2 separate regions of the Capsicum annuum genome follow, and region 1 is linked to region 2. A link is a contact called in public Hi-C data. All regions are on one chromosome and are shown on one strand. The core of a region is the stretch at or near the end of the contact, and the rest is flanking DNA. Distances in the headings are between cores, read along the strand shown.

Evidence for each region. Hi-C and Micro-C count contacts between places; a contact is called where the count stands out from the background.
Region 1: a contact with region 2 is called in a Hi-C map of placenta, with 3 times the contacts expected there. The contact joins the promoter of LOC107856791 here to the promoter of LOC107856801 in region 2. A contact is called at or near these places in 2 of 5 Hi-C or Micro-C datasets (leaf and placenta).

What each region holds. Positions count from the first base shown.
Region 1 is chr7:201,442,554-201,449,020 of UCD10Xv1.1, forward strand. It overlaps LOC107856791 (protein THYLAKOID FORMATION1, chloroplastic), which reads left to right and starts at 1,653. Exons shown (of 5, transcript XM_047415355.1): 1 at 1,653-2,224; 2 at 4,398-4,665; 3 at 5,662-5,878. The coding sequence starts at 2,032.
Region 2 is chr7:201,055,063-201,061,186 of UCD10Xv1.1, forward strand. It overlaps LOC107856801 (vesicle-associated protein 4-2), which reads right to left and starts at 1,498. Exons shown (of 7, transcript XM_016701773.2): 1 at 979-1,498; 2 at 152-222. The coding sequence starts at 1,273.

The DNA.
Region 1 (6,467 bases), core at 403-2,902, 390 kb after region 2:
TCCTTTTGAATGTGTTTTTGACCTTTTCATATTTTTTGTAGAAAAAAGATTTCAGTAGTAGCTGTGGCAGTTAACCAAGTGTGCAAGCCAGCACTAGTACTGCAGTTGTTGCTGCTGTGAAAGATGCAAATGCTTCAACAGCTACTGAAGAGATGCCTGTAAATGCTAAATCAAGCAACAGAAGGCCCGCAGGAAGGCCTTCAAATGCTCACAGTGCACCAAGATGTTCAGGAAGGCCTGCAAATGCTCACACCAACAACAGTGGGTGCTACTGCTACACAATCTACAACTCAACAGTGTACTAGTGGTATTGGTGTCCAAAAGAGAAAGACTAGTACAACTTGAGAAGTGGTGCAGATCTGGCATATAAACGACCAAGGCAAAAGAAGCAGGTTTTGGTGTGCTGTTTGGACTAAGTGACAGTGTGGTAGAGAGGGTAAGTTTCATATAATGTACTTTACATTTAACTGATTTTAATTAGTGCATGAATAACTTATTTTTTTTTATTTTTACAGTCTGGAAATACTGATAGAGTATTGCATAATCCAACACTTATTAGTTCAGTTCTAACCAATATTAACTTGGGTTTCAAACCAAATGGACTAAGGTGGAAAGGTGGAACTGCAGTAACTCAAAGACAGCTACAACAACAGAGTAACAAGAGATCAAAGGCAAAATCATCTACAACCACTCAAGCCACATCAAGCACTCAAGCCAGCAAGAATCAGTCCACAACAAGCACTCAAGGAACACATTAGTGTCATTCTCTTTCTGTATTGATCCCAAGTGTTGTTAAGATAATTTTTTAAGACATGGTTCATTTTTCATTTAAGATGTTGTTAAGACAAGCATTTTCATGTCAACTCTTGTTAAGACATTATATATTGCACATTTCTATGTTGGCAATGGTGTTTGTTATTAAATTTTAATTTCATTTCATTGTATATACCAACTACATAGATCAAGTCATCTTAAATAATACAATAGATAGAAATCAGATGACAACAATAATGATAACAATGATATCAATATTAATGCTTGGTCTTTCAAGTCTTCCGTGCCTTTCATATCTTCCCAGTCCTTGTTGTCTTCATTGCCTTTGATGTCTACCTTTATATTGTTCATTTTCATCGGCCCATCGAAAGAATCCACAATCAGTACCAACCTAATATTTTTGACAGCCCCAAAACATTCTTCTGGAATTGGTTGGTGTTCTTGACATCTTAAATTTCGCGTAAAGTCCACAGTAACAAATTCGAACTGTCATAGTGTTGCAAAAAATTACATAAAAAATTAAATTTCCACTATTACAAGCATAGCAGGAAAAAAAAAATTAAAGCACAAGAACTTGGAGAGAGAAAAAATGTAGAAGAAAGGATACAAATAAAGTTGTTGGAAGAAATGAGGAAGAAGGAGTATTTAGGTAGCATTTATAGTGCACTTTTTGACCATTGGGGCCTTTTATTAATTGGTTGACGCGCGAGTAGAGTGTAAAACACACGCTCCTATGTGGTCTCAGCCACATAAGATGCCATATTAGAAATTGTGTTTAAAAAATTGCTTTTTAATGGGTTCAAATAACAAAAATATAAATAAAAGTGTTCAACTTACAAAATTAATATATTACAGGTTCCATAAGATCATTTTGTCAAAAAAGATTGACAACACAAATTGATTTCCGATTAGGAAATACCACCTGTTGCTGCTTCACCAATTGGCCTAGCTTATGAGTTACTACAATCGTTCATAACCACAAAAATGTTGTAGTACAGAATGCATCCATTCAGTGCACGTGTTATTCTCTTATTCGTCCCCTCTCATGAAATATTTCTTTTTAATAAAAGGAAAAATCCTTAAAACATTGGATAAGCCCTCAAATCCAAACCTCACCCTCCATTTTTTTTTTTCCTTGCTTCATTTTCAACACACAAAAAACTGAAATGGAAAACAACTCCATTCTCTAAACCAAAATACACACTACATTGTATTCTCTAGTTCTGCGTTTTCTTCTTCACCTTTTGCTGTAGAAAAATGGCGGCGGCAGTTACTTCAGTATCTTTCTCGGCAATTGCTCAATCAGCGGAACGGAAATCCACTATATCATCGTCTCGTTCAATTGATACATTTAGGTTCCGTTCCAATTTCTCCTTTGATTCAATCAATGCTCGATCTTCCAATTCCACTTCTCGCTTTGTTGTTCATTGCGTGGCCAGTTCAGCTGCAGGCAAGTTCTACTTTCATATCTCCATCCAGCGCTTCGAATTTGAGATCGACAAAAAATAAAATAACTCACTCTGTTTAAACGTAGTTGTTATATTTTGCTTCTCGAGAGTAGATTGAACTGATTTCTAAAGCTAAATTAGATTAAATTAATTCAATATTTTAATGTTAAAATTTAGATACAGAGAAACTATACGGAAAGTAGTATAATTTCTGATTTCATGTCCAGTTCAGCCGCGGGAAAGTTGTCGATTCAGTGCGTTGAATTTGAAATCGACAAAAAAAGAAAAAATACTGACTCCATTCTGAACTAGTTGTCATGTTTAGTTTCTCGAGAGTCAATTTAACTAATTATTAAAGCTAAATTAGTTTAGATTAATGCAATATTTTGAAGATTAAAATTTAGATACTGAAAAATTATACGGAATGTAGTATAATTGCCTGTCCAGTACAGCCGCAAGCAAGTTCCTGATTTATTGCTTCGTATTTGAAATAGAAAAAAAAAATTAAAAAAAATCACTCGGTTCAAACATAGTGGTTATATTTTGCTTCTGGAGAGCACATTGAACTAATTTTTAAAGCTAAATTAAATTAGATTAATTCAACAACAACAACAACAAACCCAGTATATTCCACATCATGGGGTCTGGGGAGGGTACGCAGTCCATACCACTGCCTCTAAAGAAGTAGAGAGGCTGTTTCTGATAGACCCCCGACTCAAGACAAAGGACAGTATATATAGAAAAATATGATAAAATAACATAGGTATGACATTCACCAAAAATATTGAACACTGCCAAATTTATTAATTCAATATTTTAATATTAAAATTTAGATATTGAGAAACTATACGAAAAGTAGTATAATTGCATTTCTTTCTCATATTCATCTTAATTTATCGGTTAAAAGTTCATATGTTTGAAACTCAAAAAGGAAACTGTGACAAGTATTTTGGAACGGAGGGAGTACTATACACAATAGCTATTTTTCATCTGATTTTCTGTTTTGGTTTAGTTACTTAGCAAGTCACTGTAGCTAATTGCATGATTGTGTGGAGGTGTATTTATAATGTTACAATTGCTTAACTAACTTCTTTCAAATACGAGTATGTTTAGTCTTTATCTTTTAGCTTTTGATATGAAATGCATAATGGTTGAATTTGGATTTAGATATAGTGAAATGCCGATGTTTTCTAGTTGAAATTACTTCCATGTGATTTGAAGTGTTAAGGATATGTTAATGTTATATAGTCACTACATTCTGCTTTATATAACACCAGGTGGGTGTTTGGATATAAAAGTTGTGAAATTTGGAAAAAGTACTTGTTTTCAAGTTGAAAATGGTATTTGGAAATTGGAGCTGTGTTTAGACATAAACACAAATTGGAATTGTTTTTGAATTTTTGTGAGCATTTGGAGTGAAAATTGTGAAAACAGGCTCTTTGGAGCTTTTTGAATTTCAGAAACTTCAAGTTGGATTCCGGAAAATTAATTGTAACAATTGTATGTCCAAATAGTTTTCCGGAATTTTGAAAATTATCCATGGTCAAATGGACACCAGACATTCCAAAATGTTTTACACTATTCCATTTCTATACAACTTTTAGAACTTGTACAAATTTAAAGGCATTAAACTATTCCTAGAATTTAATATATATACTAGTCAAATTAACATATCAAACTCCATGTTCATACCACCAAAGGATGTGGTGTAGTGAATGAGGTTGCTCTTCCCTTAACCAAAGGTCTTGGGTTCGAGCCTTGGGCATGGAAAAATTTTCGGTAGGGAGCGCTACCCCTAATGGCTACCCGGTGCGAATCCGGATTAGTCGGGCTCCAATGTGGGTACCGTACACTGGATGGAAACCAAAAAAAAAAGAACTCCATGTTCATACTAATGACTCCATATAAGATGGATCAGAGGGAGTACTATTTCTTGCTAATGAAGATTGAATTAACTTGTCAAAGGAAAAAACATCGAGTACTAAACCAGCAGAGAAATGAAGCCGTCTCTGGCTTAATATTTCTGTCTGCATTCTTTCAACTATCCACTTTCTGTATTTACATTTTCTTTAGTCTAATTTCATTCTGGTTACTTATTCCGTTCCATCTTCTTGATTTTTCAAGTGTTTAGTTTATAAGGTAATGATACAGTGTGTTATATTGAATTGTTTACAGATTTGCCAACTGTTGCCGACACTAAAATGAATTTCTTGACCACTTACAAGCGTCCAATTCCAACTGTTTACAATACAGTGTTACAAGAGCTAATCGTGCAACAACATTTGATAAGGTACAAGAAATCCTACCAATATGATCCCGTGTTTGCACTAGGTTTTGTTACTGTGTATGATCAACTTATGGAGGGCTACCCAAGTGAAGAGGACCGTGATGCCATCTTCAAAGCATATATAGAGGCGCTAAAGGAAGATCCTCAGCAATACAGGCATGTTTAATCCATCTCTTGCCACTTTTCGTTGCTTTTACTCCTCCTTCGTTTAAAGGCTTGCATATAATAATTATTTATAAGCGATGGGCCTTCCAGTAAGGTACTTGTAGATAAAAGATATGTTTAATTATCATTAAGAGTTTTGTGGAGGATAGATCCAAAACCAGATAAATAGGCATAGCCGTACTATGGAGCTTGAGAAATGCAGGTGTATGATTTCCCAATGAATGGAAGTGCTATTCAAAATAGTGAATTATCTGTAGAATCCTTGGTTCATTTACTAAAATGTATCTACTGTTATCCTTAATCTAACAGTGTCTTCCTGGACGTATGAAGAGGAACCCTTGAATGAATTGAACAAAGTAACCCATTCTGAAGTGGATATAACTATTATAAGTTTTTTAACCAAGAGATTACATGGGATGAGAATGATTGATCCAAATTATACATTTCTCACATTTTTCCTCTTGTAGAGTGCCATGACCCATTTAAAGCTGTGAGTGGCAGCCGGTAGGCTCTGACCTGGCTAACATAACCCATGCCTCTCAAGACAAAACTCAACTTATAGGTCAGGTTTCATAACCAAATTACTTACATGCTTAGCAAACCCAAATATAGTGCAACTACATCTCAAGTTCTCAACCTAGGGTTCACCTAAAATGCAAGAATGAGAAATTAGATGTAAGAAAGAGTTGAAGCATAAGTATGCCTTAATGTACTAGATAGAATTCCAGGAGAGCCTCTTATCTTTCTCGTGGTGGGCAAAAATGTCAGTCTTTATCTTAATTTTGTTGAGGACCCATATAGCCAAGTGCGAATAATTTGGGATTGAGGCATAGATGTCGTCGATGTTATTGTAGTAGTTGCAATAATCTTTTTTCTAAAATTGAGTAGATTTATCGAGCATGTACTTGCACTAAAATCTCTTATTATGATGTATGCCTGTGAATGTTTTCCTTTCTAAAGGTTCTAACTTTTTCAGTATGTTTATAGAGTTGATGCACAAAAATTAGAAGAATGGGCTCGTACTCAAAATGCCAATACGCTAGTTGACTTTTCATCCAGAGATGGAGAAATTGAAAACATTTTCAAAGATATTGCACAGCGAGCTGGAACCAAGGATGGTTTCTGCTACAGTCGATTATTTGCTGTTGGTCTGTTTCGCCTACTTGAGTTGGCAAATGTAACTGATCCGACCATCTTAGAAAAGGTACATATCATAACATTCTTAGTAGTACATTTGTATTTTACAAGAAGTTCTTCCCGCTCGTCTATATTTACTTGGATTACTTAAATCATATGGAAACCCCACAAGCACTATGGTTCGTTTAAACCTGTTACACTCTGGAAATAGTGATAAACGCGCAAAGGAATTTAGTGTCAGAAAGGTTACGCGTGATCAGGAGTTGTAAGCCCATATCCAGTTGAGAAACATATAGTTTCAATTTGCCTTTGCATAGCTAATTATTGGGCGCATTGGAAAAAAAAACTAACAAAAACAATAACATATATAAATTTTTCAAGTATTCATCTAGGATAGAACTCTAAAAATTGGGACTCCTGGTTTAAGTCATAACACTGATGACACATATTCTCTCTTAGAGCTTCTCTAGAGTTGGGACTAGATATAGTTTCTGTTCTTGTCCTTCACTCTTGTTTGGGTGCTAGCCTCTATTCTATATTACACCAGATTTAGAAACCTACGGTATCATTTTGGCTGATATCAATGTTACCAGATTAAAAAAAAAATAAAAAAATTTGGCTGATATCAAACAAAGTGAATGATTGAAAATTAGTCA
Region 2 (6,124 bases), core at 248-2,747:
TTAAAGTGAGTTGTTGCACTAATTATGGAGATTATGAAATTGACATCATGAGTATTAGGTACTAAGCACATTTCACATCAGAAAACATAAAGCATCAAACCACCAAAACAAGAAAATAACAGGACCATATAATGAGGCTAGTGTAATGTACCTTGAAGGCTACAGGATTCTTGCTAATGTTCTTGATTCTAATAGCACTCTTGACTTGTTTACCAGGCTCATCTACAAAAAGGGATAAGAATAGAATAAGCATAATCCAATAAATAATTTTAAAAAAAAATAGAAAGACAACCCTTAATTAGACATAAGAATTATTATTACTGCTAAATAGTCAATTTTCATCCAAAACATAGAATAGAAAACAAAATTCTGGTTTAGTTAATATTGGTCCATTAAGTTTATGTAACATAATAATACTCCTGGTGAAGTAGCTACAAAGTAAAATATATAACTTACTAGAATCAAAAATCAACATTCCTTTTCAGTAAACATAAAAGTAATGTAGCAAACTTTCTTTCTATTAAATCCAAATTAAGACATATTAGCAACAGAAAAGAACTCCTTCAGTTTCAATTTTAGTGTCTTAGTTTGACTAGTTATGTAATTTAAGAAAATAAGGAAAACTTTTAAATCTTGTTATCTTAAACTTAAACTAGAAATATGTGTGATGTACTAAAATACTATTTGAATATTCTGATCTTAAACAAGTCATATAGAATGTCGGAATTAGAAAGTTACCAAAGATAGGAAAAGTCATTCTTTATTTAAAACAAACTAAACAAAGGTAAGACAACTAAATTGAGACTGAGCAAGTAGCAAAATAACTGATCAAATTACCTATGTGATGAGAAATCAACCCATTATGCAAAAGAAAACTCAAAAAAGATGCCACATCAGTTGCGGGTATGGTCTAATTCATGACAAACAATTAGATATAGCCAGAAAATTTAACAAGAATAGCGAAAATGATGAACATACATGGAAAGTAAAGCTTGTTTGGTGGATCAAGACTGAGCTTACGACGCGTTGGAAGAAATGATTTTGCAACAGAAGAAACTTTAAGTGAAGCATGAATATTAGAATGATGATCCACAGAAATGCCATTATGGTTCTGATGCTGAAACTGTTGTTGTTGCTGCTGCCTAAAAGATGATGAAGAAGAAGCAACAGAAGAAGAAGTAGCAGCCACTGAACTGCTGTTTGAATGCCAAAATGGAAGTTTACATAGTCCCCAAATTTTTCCATCTACAGATTTTTCATTACCAAGTGCCATTGTTTGTTGTTGTTCTTGCTGTGTTAGGCAGTTTGGTTTATTATTATTACTACTAGCACCAAAATTTTTGCTATAGCATTTAGGGGTGGGGGTGAGTGGGGTGGAGGGGTGGGGGTGCGAGGGGGCATAGGATGCGAGTTACATAGCGTGGGAATGATGGGTTGCTGTCATAATGTGTATGGGGAGTGTGACAACAGTTATTGCTGTTGTTGCATTGGTTCTCTTCAAATTAAAAGTTGTCTTAAATACTAAGGCGCCGTCTCAGCACGAAAATCATAATTTTTTAAAGTTGGAGTTAGAATTGGAGTTGGATAAGATTATAAGAGTATAATTCAATTACTCCCACTATTTTAATAGCATTCTTTCTAAAACTATTTATTTTAATTTAGTTGTCTTTTATAAAATCAAGGAAATATTATTATGTTCTCTCAGTACTACCTGTATAATTAAATGACTAAATAAAATGTATATATTCAAATTTTTATTTTTAAGAATAAAGTATCAAATCCACGCCTACTAATGGAATTGTGAGAAACACACCTATCACCTTTAATTTGAGAAACACACCTAAACTATCACTTTTAGTTTGAAAAACACACATAACTATCACTTTAATTCAAGAAACACACCTAAAAGCTGATTACACCAAATATTTTCTTACAAACTCTTTATATGTATCTAGTCATTAAAAATAGTCCACATAACATATTTTTATTCTTAATTGCTAACACATTATTTGTTTTCATTTTAAAATATTTTGATTAATTTTTATTTATTTTAAGGTGTGTTTCTCAAATTAACCAGTGATATTTTAAGTGTGTTTCTCATACCCTCGATAGTTTAGGTATGAAACTCAAAAAAAGAGGATAGTTTAGGTGTGTTTTTGACGCTTTATTATATTTTCAAATCATAATTAATAAGACTAATTTGGTAAAATATACCCTAATAAATTTTTGTAAGAGAAGTGTCAAGTTAACAAGGGTCAATTATTTTAAAACGAATGGAGTAACATATTTCTTGTTAATTCTTTATTTTTTGTCCATTTACGTGCATCTTAATTTTAAAATAATTAATGTCAATAGAGAAAAGTTGGAAAAAATTTAATCCTCCCAATCTTACTTTGGTATCAAATATTATTCCTTATTTATTACTCCCCCCATTTAAAAAAGAATGATTTACTTTTTTTTTTAGTCCATTTAAAAAAGAATGATTTTTTTTTTTTGTAATACTTTAATATCAAATCTCCACATGGCATGATTAGGACCACAAGATTAAAGCACATTTTGGTACATTTGATATAACTTTAATAAGGTCACAAGATTCAAAAATCTCATTTATTTTCTTAAACTTTATGTCAAGTCAAAGTAGGTTATTCTTATTGAAATAGAGGGGTATTACTTTTGACATAGTAAAATTACTTTTATTATTTATATTATTTTTAAAAAATTTATTAATTTAATACGTAATAAACAAGTATTGATAGATAGAGAGTCTTCTTTTCCTTTTACATATTTTTTTTTTTGTTCATTTCTTTTCATGTGACAATAGAGTGATTTGCATGAGTTACTAGTACGTTTAACTTATATGTTGTAATATACTCTCTTTGCTAGTACGTTTAACTTATATGTTGTAATATACTCTCTTTACTAGTACGTTTAACTTACATGTTGTAATATCCCCTCTTTTACTGATACGTTTAATAGATATTTAATTTCACATTTTTTGGGGGCTACACTGAAAGTACTTGACAAAATTCACAAGTCTCGTGACTTGACTTAGCTAAGAAAAGAACTTCAATCTTTGAATACATCTTTCTATATTATTTTTTTAATATATCTATATTCGTGCTCTTCGATCGTTTATAGAAAATTCGACACACTCATTAATTTACCTTCCTCCAAATATGTTTGATAGGCAAATTATTGATTTTCAACAAATATATCTTTAATGGCAAGTCCTCAGCTTGTAAGTTGTATATCTGTCTCGTTGATAAGCTCTTGATTAGTGCATTTGTTTGAAAACTTTAGGTGTGTTCTGTAGAAAACATTTTTAGAAAATATTTTTCAATTTTTTGTATTCGATTGGTTGATCAAATATTTTTGAAAAATATATATATATATATTTTTTTTGAAAAAATAAACTCCTTAAGAATAAGAAGGGGTTTTTCTAATGAAAGTACGGGAAAATAAGCTCCATTAGTGATATTCCACGTTGATTGTGTTCATCACATTCTTCAACATACCTCATCTTCACCCTACCTCCCATAGCCCTCATTTCCACCACCTCACGCCCCACCTACTATAATATTTGTTTAAATTATATACAAATACTTTTAGAATAATATTTTTTGCTTACGTATCAATCACAAGAAATAAGTAATAAAAATAAAAATTCACGTATTTTCCTTAATTAGTACCGACTACGGAACACCCATGCCATTGATGTTTTGTAAGTCATTAAATTACGTTGACAATAGAGACAAACAGAGAGAGTTATCTTCTGGAAGTGGTAAGGAATAATGTTACTAACATGTTAAAACGACCAAAATTAGTAAATTATCTGCTTATATATAAGTAAACCAACCAAAAATAATAGTTTGTGTTTGTGCATCACCGAAACAATAATGAAATTTAAAAGATTAAACCAAGAGGATTAGTTATACATTCTAGGGGTTCAAGTTCAACCATAGAGTAGGAAGCTTTGAGATGGAATCCAATTCCTCCCAACACCTTGAAAACCAAACTTAGGATTCTGAAAATTTTCAAAATTAAGGATTTCATGAAAATATGATATCATCTGTCAATCAACATAGTAAATCAGAAACATTTATCGTATTCACCAAATATTTATCAGCATCGAATGTTTACTTTAAATTAATAAATACATCAAATTATAATAAAGGAAAAAGTGAAGTTTTCAAATTAAAGTTGAGCATGCATTGAAAGGCATAATTTGGTGTGATGCACTTTATGATAGACGCCAGAATGTATTCTAGGATCTAATGAAAATAACAACATAGGCAATTTGTTTTTTGATGATACTCCCATGTGGCCCTCTAGTACTACTCCCAGCGTTGATCTTTACTTGATTAATATATCAAAAACAGTTGTCTAATTTTATTTATTTAATTTAAAAAAAGTAAGAGATAATTTTATCATTTTGTATTTATTCTTAATAAGTGTGTCAAATCAAATAACATATTTTGTGTCTATTTTAAAAAGTATGTTAAATCAAATATGAACAAATAAAGATTACAGGCTCAGAGTACTAAAGGAGTCCTATCTTTTTTTTTCCCTACAGTTTGTCGACTATAGTTGGGTGAGAGTACTAAAGGAGTCCTATCATTTTTTTTCCCTACAGTTTGTCGACTATAGTTGGGTGATATCAATCAATTGCCCCACTAGCATTATCTAATTATTCGAATTAATCCTTCTATTGAAGCAATTATAGATTTTACTCGTTTTGTAATCATTTTGTTTTTAACTGCTTGGTTGAAGGTTTGAACATAATGGCCCTAGGTCTCAATGATAATTATCTTCTTTGTTATTGACCCTACTCTTTGCCCAATCTCAAATTGCCAAAAATATTCTAATTTCTTGTTAAAACAATTGTGGACCTATAAAAATTTAAAGATTTAAGGAAGAGTCCATTCTTCATGTTAATCACAAATGGGCCGTTTGGTAGCTAGAATGAGAACATGACCTTAGTCCAATTAGGCTGTTTTCTCACGTGTAAAAGGTCAAATAATTTTTTTTGTAAAAATAACATAAATCTCATATTTACACTCTCTCCCATTTTCTTAATTACTTTACTCTCTCCCGATTCATATACATAACAAGACCGACATATACATAGAAACCTTTGTATATGACAAGACCGACAGATACATAACAAAGCCGATTCATACACATAAGTATAACAAGACCGACAGATACATAACAAAATCGATTCATATACATAATAGGACTGACATATCCATAGAAAGCTATGTATATGCATTTTAAGAGAAAAATGGAATTTTTATAATATGTTTGGAGAGATGAGATTTTTTGTAATAAATGAAATTTAAGTTGTGGATTTGTACAAGTTTTAGTAATTTTTTTTTGTCCTCCTCTAGTATACTTTTATGCATCTAATGTTAACATGCGTAGAGTGCGCTCAAACTCCTCACCTACGTTGTCTAAGAAGTGAGAACCAAACATTTACATGTATTTTTAGGATTAGGTCATTAGGACATGTAGGTGCAATCTGTAAATACTTTTTCGTTGGAAAGTTACACTTTGACTTGACACACTTATTAAAAAAATAGTGAATGGTATAGTGACTTTACCATATTACCACTATTAATTGATGTTTAGTACTCCATCTACTCCATAATAAGTGAATTGTTGAGACATTTTTAAATATTCAAATTAACTTAATGATTTAATCTACGATAGTAATATTGAAATTTAACAGCTTTCCTTTACCACAGCAAGCCAACTGGATGGTAAGGAAGATATTAGATACTAGGAGAATTCTACAGCAAGTTCAAGGGCAGCCATCTACTACTAGGAGCAGAATTAATTTCAGTAAAAATCTATATATATTATAAAGTAGAGGACGAAGCAACGAGAAGAAGCCACGTGGCAAAATACTGAGAAGCCACGTATCAATTTTTATGACAAAAATTAAGTGTTGTAATAAAAAATTAAAATAAAAAAAAAAAAACAAACAAACAAAAAAAAAAAAAAAAAAAGAAAAGAAAAATTAAAAACCGTGCGAAAAAAAAGTAGTGTAGTATCAACAAGAGGATGAGTCAAATGAAAGAAAAGAAGATAATTGAGAAAAAGAGAAAAAATAAAATAAAAT